Linked DNA regions of Rattus norvegicus: region 1 is linked to region 2. A link is a contact called in public HiChIP or PLAC-seq data. All regions are on one chromosome and are shown on one strand. The core of a region is the stretch at or near the end of the contact, and the rest is flanking DNA. Distances in the headings are between cores, read along the strand shown.

The links. HiChIP or PLAC-seq counts read pairs in DNA pulled down with a chosen protein or histone mark.
Region 1: a contact with region 2 is called in an H3K27ac HiChIP or PLAC-seq map of oligodendrocytes, with 11 times the contacts expected there. The contact joins two enhancer-like sites. A contact is called at or near these places in 2 of 12 Hi-C or Micro-C datasets (frontal cortex and mammary epithelial cells) and 1 of 1 datasets of contacts at active chromatin or transcription factors (oligodendrocytes).

Annotation. Positions count from the first base shown.
Region 1 is chr8:41,381,633-41,385,910 of GRCr8, forward strand. All of the region lies in intron 1 of Kirrel3 (kirre like nephrin family adhesion molecule 3), which reads left to right. Among named protein-coding and RNA genes, the nearest start is that of Kirrel3, 260 kb to the left of the region's middle. Within about 2 kb of position 1,454, at least 8 of the 93 cell types and tissues checked have an H3K27ac peak or open chromatin away from gene starts, as enhancers often do.
Region 2 is chr8:41,189,601-41,193,634 of GRCr8, forward strand. All of the region lies in intron 1 of Kirrel3 (kirre like nephrin family adhesion molecule 3), which reads left to right. It overlaps LOC120094326 (a long non-coding RNA gene), which reads left to right. Exons shown (of 2, transcript XR_005488640.2): 2 at 1-4,034. Among named protein-coding and RNA genes, the nearest start is that of Kirrel3, 68 kb to the left of the region's middle. Within about 2 kb of position 1,476, at least 52 of the 93 cell types and tissues checked have an H3K27ac peak or open chromatin away from gene starts, as enhancers often do.

The DNA.
Region 1 (4,278 bases), core at 204-2,703, 190 kb after region 2:
TGTACCCAGGTTCTCTGCAGGTAGGTGACGGCCATGCCTTAGCACAAGCTAGACCAGGTACAGGGACCCACCAACCCTTTCCTCTTGACTAATTGATCCTTGACTAGGGGAAAGCAACACCATTCACAACAAACAGAGAGGTCTCCATTAGAATGACCTCAGGAAAGACACTGATTATGAATATACACACTCAGAAGGACACAAGAGGGGCTGGAGAGATGGCTCAGCGGTTAAGAGCACTGACTGCTCTTCCAGAGGTCCTGAGTTCAATTCTCAGCAACCACCTGGTGACTCACAACCATCTGTAATGGGATCTGATGTCCTCCTCTGGTATATGAAGACAGCACAGTGTACTCATACATAAAATAAATAAAATCTTAGAAAGAAAGAAAGAAAGAAAGAAAGAAAGAAAGAAAGAAAGAAAGAAAGAAAGAAAGAAAGAAAGGAAAGAAGGAAGGAAGACAGACAGGCAGACATAGGAGCAGGAGGCCACCCAGCTTCTGGAAGTGTATTTGTTTATGAACAGAGGTGCCACAGTTAAATGTAAGATGTAGGGGGGGGGGAAATCAAAGGAAGTGTGAGTGCACCGCATTTTCCAAATCATGGTGGCTTTCTTTGTGCCCTGCCTCATCCAGGTAGTCATCAGTGCACAAGACACCAAAAAGAGCCCTTTTGCTTTGCTTTGATCCCACCCAATAGCTCAGTCTGGCGCAGAGATCACATCTTTGATCTCTCACACGGATGTTAGGTCTCTGGAGCCCACAGAATCTCCTTGAGTTTAATTCTTCCTGGCATTCCTGGCACCACCCTGTCCTCTCCCATCTATCACAGGCTGTCCTGAGTCCTCTGGCCTGTTGCCTCAGTGGTTAAGATGGACTGAGGAAGCAATGCCTGTTTTCTCCCCTTTCCTGACTTGGTCTCAGGTAAGACTCATGGTGGGTAAGACTGGGAAGTGTGGAAAGCCCATTAACCCAGCATAAGGTAACAGAGCTTTGGTTCCTGGTACAAGACGTTTCTAGACTAAATCTCTCACCTCTCTGAGCTTCAATCACAAAGTAGGAATATACACACCTACCTTGGCACCTGGCATGCATGTCTGAAACCAAGGGAAGGCACTGTAAATATTATTAAGTGAAAGGTCCATTGACTACTTGCTCTATGACAATGAGAAATGCAAGAGGCTGTTGTGACTTGAAGTGTTGTAAGGACTGTTGGCACATCAGCAGGGCTCAGACTTGCTTTTCAATCTCAATACACAAATTGGGACACAAGAGAAAAAGAGAAGGCTTAGAAGGAAGGCAGCTAAAGTGGAGCCCTGGATTCAATCCCAGCATGGCCCATTCACACAACAGCTCGGGAGATTTCTCCTTCCTTCAGGAAGAGAAAGGTTTTACTCCAGCTGGGAAGACGAAGAGCCCGCCTATTTCAGCAGCAGCAGCAGCGGCAGCCCCTCCCAGAGGCTTCTGGGATCTTTGGAGAGGGCTGATAAAGAGTGACGTGGCTCAGAACCTCCAGGGTATCCATCTGCTAGCTCACTCACTCCGCATCTCGTCCATAAGAGGAATGAACTATGACAACCAGTCTGCTTTGTGCACGTGTGTAAATGTGTCTGAGTTTACATGTGTCCTGGACCAGGAGGGGAGGGCTCCAGTTTAGAGAATACTACAGGACTGACTTAAAGTAAATAGAAAAAGAACTAACCTCAAGGAGACAGGAAGGTATAAGATGTTTCAACAGAAACCAGTCTTCCTACGGCCCCAACAGATCTAGGGGGCTGTGGAAGCAGGCAGTGGTGAGCATTTCTATCTCCAAAAGAAAGCTTGGCTGTCTGCAGAACACCACAGCCAGGCAAGACAAGGCTGAAAAGAAGGCTCAGTGTTTTTCTTTTTACCATGTGAGCCCTGGATCTGCCACTCCTCCATTTACCAGCATGGAGCTGCTTAACAGCTATCTGGTAATCAAGCTAGTTTATGGCAATTATGATCTTGAATAGAAAAAATTCCCAGGAGCCTCAGCCAGGGAGAAAACAAAGATAGTTTTTTAACCTTCTCTTGAGGTATCTTGTTGATGGTTACGCTTCCTACCCAATTTCGAAATCCCAACAAGCAAGCGTGAAGATCTTTTCCCCTCCTTCCTTCTTCCCTTCTCTTTTGAGATCTCGTCATTTATGTAACTCAGCAAAAATTAATGAAGCATCTGTGATAGAATCATGGGCTAGGTACCAGGAATATAAATGAGTTAGACAACTGCTACCCTAGAAACTTCACAATGCAGAGGGGTAGAGAACATTCTGTTTGTTCTACTTAGGATCTACTAGGGGCTTTTAGTTTTAAAAGTATTGGGGCTGGAGAGATGGCTCAGTGGTTAAGAGCACTGACTGCTCTTCCAGAGGTCCTGAGTTCAAATCCCAGCAACCACATGGTGGTTCACAACCATTTGTAATGAGATCTGATGCCCTCCTCTGGTGTGTCTGAAGACAGCTACAGTGTACTTATACATAATAATAAATAAAATCTTTAAAAAAGAAAAGTATTAGGGAGGTGGGTCCAGGATGTTTTGTCCCCAGTTAGGAAGATATGAAGGAAAAACTGGCTTCTGGTGGTTTATGATGCTACAGGGCAGCTGTGTTGGAAGACAAGAGTAGCTCATTTTAACACATGGCTACTTTATGTACGGAGTAGGGTAGCAGAACATGTTCTCTGCTTCTCTGCTTAGCTAGTCCCAGCCCCATGCTGGTCCCTTTGCCTTCCAGTGTCTTCCAGCATGTCTCTACCAGGAAGACTGTGGAGGCTTCTGTGAAGAAATTCATCTATGCTCACAGAGACCTACTATGTGCCGGACTGCGGGCTTTAGCTAAGTGCTGGTGACAGAGATGACTAAATCGTTAGCCATGACCATGTGGCTCTCAATCATCTGCGGCACATACCAAAGATTACACTCCTCCATGATGTGAGCACCCAGGAGGCCATAAAAGGTACAGGGAGAAGGGTCAGTTCTGTCCTGGGAGACAAAGGACATCTTTATGACAGCAGGAACACCTGGAGCTTGCCATCTAGTGGGGAAAATGAGATTCTGTGTAGAAATACCTTAAAACATCATGGATACAGAAAATAGAAGGAGCTGTTTAGCTAGAGCAGTGGTTCTTAACCCTCCTATTATGACCCTTTAATACAGTTCCTTATGTTGTGGTGACCCCCCCCACCCATAAAATTATTCCATCGCTAAGTCATAATTGCAATTTTGCTACTGTTATAAATTGTATTGTAAGTATCTGACACGCAAGAGAATATCTGAGAGAAAACTCCAAGGGGGTCGTGACCCACAGGTTGAAAATCACTGAGCTAGACGACCAAGGAGAACAGGATTAAAGGGCGATATTTAACTTCCTCCTTGCTAGTGGGCAGAATTTTCAACATTCGTTCACTCCACAGATATTTATTTACTAAGTGACCCATATGCTATTCTCGTAATGAGAAACAGCCTTGTCATGACGGAGCTTACATTTTAGTGGGGGTGTTAAAAAAAATAAACAGAATCAATAAAACTAGAGCATGAATCTGTAAACTTTTCCTGGAGAGGGCTAGTTAATAAGTATTCTAGTCTTTACAGGACATATGTTTCTTGGATGCAACTTCTCAGTTTTGCCTTTGAAGTGCAATCCAACCCTTGAAACACATAATTAAACAAACATAACTGCACTCCAATAAAACTTTATTTGTGAAAACTACGAGTGGGCTGGATCTGGTCCACAGGTCACAGTTTGTCAACCTGATAGTCAGAAACTCTGAAGAGGAAATCAGAAAGGGGAAATAAATGCAAGAAATGTCAGGAGAAGGGCTTGAGACTTTAGTAAGGAGAAAGATGAGACTTCCTGTAGGAAGTAAGGGAGAGCCATCAGGACAGAGGGAAGAGTGAGTTCAAACCCTGGAGGCAGAAATGGTGAATCTGCTATGCTCGAGAGCAAACAAGGAGGTGACCACCAGGAAGAGGGTGTTTCCAGGCAGAGAGAATTGGCATGGATGACAAAAGTGACAGTGGGTACTTGACAACGGAACACACCCTCAGAGCAATTTGGCAAGAGTGTGGAATGATACGGTAGTGTTAGAGATAGAAGAAAATGCTTGGAAGAGAAAATCCACAGCATACTGCCTGTCAGGAGCTCAAGGTCCTGCTGAGGGAGCCCTCACTAGGCTCCCTAGGCAGGGCTTTCCTGAGAATTCTCTTCCAGCCCAGGCGTGCACACATAGTTACCAACTCTAATCAAGCTTAGGCACTGTA
Region 2 (4,034 bases), core at 226-2,725:
GTACCTCCTCTTTCATATAACTGAATGTTTGCAAAATGATTAACAAAAAAAAAGGGAGAAGGAAGAAGAGAGTAAGGGAGAGGTTAAAAGAGGGAGGAAAGGAATAAAAGAAAGGTCAGTAATAGATTCCAGTTCATTCATTCATTCACACATTCATACATCCTGATAGGTAGGCATAATGATAGGGTTTTTTTTATAGAAAGACACTGTAGTAGTCAGGCTCTATGCCAGGTGTCATAGATACAACAGTGCCCAGAAGCAACCCTCTCCTTCCATGAGCTTGCTGACAACCTGAGAGGCGGGTATTCACGTGACTGAGGTACATAGGCTGTATGATGGGCCAAGCTCTGAGGGTTGTTGGAGCTTTTCCATATGTGGAAGCAGAGATTGGCACGGGGAATAAACCATGACAAGCTTGGAGTAAAACATTCATGACATAGTAATGTCAGGATATCGAGGGAAAAAAGCAGAAGGTGCTGGTTACAGCAAAGCCAAGACGACGTATCTGCAGATCTCGAGTAGCCTGAGAGTCTAAGGCAAGATTCTGAAGCAATTCTAAGAGAAAGGAGGGGCCCTTGAGCAGGAGTAGCGTGTGACTTCTGGTTGGCATAGTGTGCAGTGTTCTAGTAGCACAGGGAAGCGCACAGGGAGAGGATAGGATGTGCCTTTGCAGAGAAAGACAACAGACAAGATGGACACAATGGCTAAGGGGTAGAGAGAACCCAGTGGCCAGCTTTGATCCACAGCCAACCTCCTAGTTAAGTAAGGTCTGAGGTCGTGGTAGGGAAGGGCGAAGGACTGAAGTCCAGAAAAACAGATTAGCCACAGAGGCAAATGTTAAGTTGGAGAACATTTGCAGGCAGGGAAGGGCTTTTGGCCCAGAATTAGAAAAGGTGAAGAGGGCTTGCAGCAGACACTACTGCAAGGCCAGGGTAATGGGCATTGGACATTGTCTCAGGGACCACACCCAGAGCTGCGCCATTCCAACACACCAAGCACACAGGACTTCCTTGGCAAGGGAAAAGATGTACATCTCAAATAATAGTGGAGGAGAGGGCTTTGTGAGCACAAAGAGGCTCATTCATGAACTCACCAAGTTGTGCCTGTTGCCACAGTAACGTGTCAAGGGTTTGGCAGATCTGGGAGGGAGCTTTTTTAAACACACACACACACACACACACACACACACACACACACACAACTAAAACAAAAACAAAACCCCCTGAGTTACAGTACTCAAAGCAAATTAGGTCACTGTTACGAGTTATTAATTTTAATGCATTAAGAAAAAGTGTGCAGGGGGAGTGAAGGACTTTTTTTTTTGAACGAGGCAAATGGGGAACAGAAAAAAGTACAACAATAATTATGCTGAAAGCAAAGTGAAGCGTTCCATAAAATGAAAGAAATGAACAAATTGCACACCCCTCCCTCCTCTTCCCTCAAGTGTAGTTAGGGGTTGCTGGGGTGGGGGTGGGGTGACTCCCTCACAGCCCTCTGATGCAATTACAAGGGCTGGCTTCTTTGTATGTGTCGCATGCAGTTACTTAAGCCAGCTGAAGTTCCAGGATAAAAAGAAAGCACCGAGGACCACGGTCTGGGGCTGAGCTATTTTCAGGGTGGAATCACTTTTAGGCAACCGTGCAGCCTGGTGAGGAGAAACTGAATGCTGCGGATGCACGCTCCAGGAAGGAGGGATGATTCATAGAGACTCCAGGCATTTGGGTCTTTGGGCCTGGCTCACTTGGAATGCCAACGGCTTCCGTAAATACTGTTTCTCTGGCTGCAGAACTGGGTCATGTACCACTCTGGCTTCCTTGGCTTTTGTTCAAAGCTTCCATGGGGCATGAAGAATCCTGCTACGGAAGTCCAGGCCTCCCCTCCCCAAACCCTCACACACCCTCACCCCCAATCCTCCACCCCCCACCCTACCCCCACCTCACCCCTCCTAGTACTGCCTTTGCTGGGCTCTTACTTTCCATCCCTTGGTCTAGTCCGGCCACACTTCCTGATCTGTCATGGAGGCGGGACCTAAGGGCACTGTGTCTGATTTCTGAGCTATCTTCCCAAAGCCCAGCCCACATCAGGGTATTCCCCAGCCTATGGACTGCCCACACCCCCCAACCCCATTGCCTACGAGACAAATTGTGAAGCATTTCAAGCCCAAGGAAACGAGATCCCTCCCGTAACTGTAACTTTTCTGTCCTCGTTTCTGGTCATCCTTCACAAGCCTGTGGTCCAGCCAAAGAAAGGCCACTGCATTCTGCAAGTCCAAACCTTTGTTTCTCATGGCCCCTCTACTGGTATCAGTCCCAGTTCTCTGCTGAGAAATCAACTGTCCATCCTCAAGGTCACTGACATTTTTATACAGAATGTGACACTTCCTTCCCTGGGCTCTGTTGAAAACACCTTGACCACAGCACACATCAGTGGCTCATGCCTCATTGCACTCCTGGGCTCCTGAAATCCTTGAGAAGCTCCGTCTTTGAACCTGTCTCCAGTATGGAGAAGCATGGAGCCACTCAACAAATAGTTGGCTTATTGCTTTCCTCGCCTAAATTCTCCACTTATCAATGGAAAAGCCCCCTCCCCGCCCCCACCCCGACTTCACCAAAACCTATTTTAAACTACAGATCCACATGCAGCATCTCGTGCTGTATGACTTGGGAACTGGAGTACTAGAAGTCCCGCCTGGACAGTCTTTTTGGAGGATGCTTTCTCCAAGGTCACACACCCCAAGAACAGCTACTCTGAGGTTTTGGGAACACATGAGTCTCCCAACTGGATAAAGTGCTTGGTTCATACTCGGATGTTTCTGGAAGCTCAGGAAATGGGTCAAGGGAAGGGGGTAGGGGTTTGAGTCTCCGGTTTGTTTTCTACCCTGTGGTTAGATGGCTTGAGTACATTTTCTTGTACTCCCAAAGAGCATGGGTTAAAGAAGATCTTGTTTTTATTTTTCATCTGTTAAAATGTATTGCTTTTATGATAACCAGGGACAGGATGCTGCAAGGCCAGCAGAATCTCTCAGAAGCCTGACACATTTCAAAGGTAGCCATGCAAGAGAGGAAGAAACGTGAAACGGTGTGCGGGTAAACGGGCAGTGCACACACACATGAGCATGTCCTTGGACCAGTGTTTACTGAGTCACCGTTTTTGTGCCAGGTTTGTACAGTGTGTGCGTGCTTCAGGGTATGTAGTGCTTTCATGCGCAATCTGCGTGTTACGAGAAGAAGCTTTCACCACACTTCCACTACCCTTCGTATTTTCCAGACACTACAGGGAAGGGCAGATGTTTTCTCTAGAAGCTAATTTACTCGTTGAGTGGAAGGCTCCATTTTAATTGATTCTATCTTTCAAGAGGCAAGGAACTTGTAATCTCAGCTCAGTTGTCAATACTTTGCAGGCCTTTCCCTCCAGTCTTTAGCATGCAGATAGGGCAAGCAGGGAGCTGCTGTCACAGGCTAAGGATGAAAAGGAAGAGCAACTCAGGATAATAATCCGCTTTTGATTTTTTTCCCCTTCCTTCCCTACACCCTCTCTCAAATCCACTAAAACGAGGGGAAATCCATAGCGATTAGAAAAACTTCTGACCAAGACATCTTTCTCCGTTTCCTTTCATTTCCTCTCAGCCCTCTTTAGTATTCAGAAGCTGTCCTAATAGCAGAGGCTTCCATGGGGCTTGGCTGTGCCTAGCATCCCAACCACAGAGTGGGATGCTTGCTGGAGACCTTGAAGGCCCTCTCAGGCTGATGCCTGGTGGAGTCTGTCACCCCATCTGGCAGTCTGACAGCAAGTTACAGGGGTCACCGTGGTGCAGTCCAGGAGCTTCTACCAAGATAGGAAAAGTATGGGAGTCCTCTGACTACCTCAGCTGATCGGAGGACTCTTTCTGTGGTCCATCTGAGTACTGCTGAACATCTCAGCAGGGCCTAGAATGGAAAGAAAGAAAGAAAAAAGACTGGCATGGTGCCAAAGAGACACAGTGATGGGAACTTGGGAATGTGTAAAAAATGCTCTGGTATTTCTGGGCCTCATCA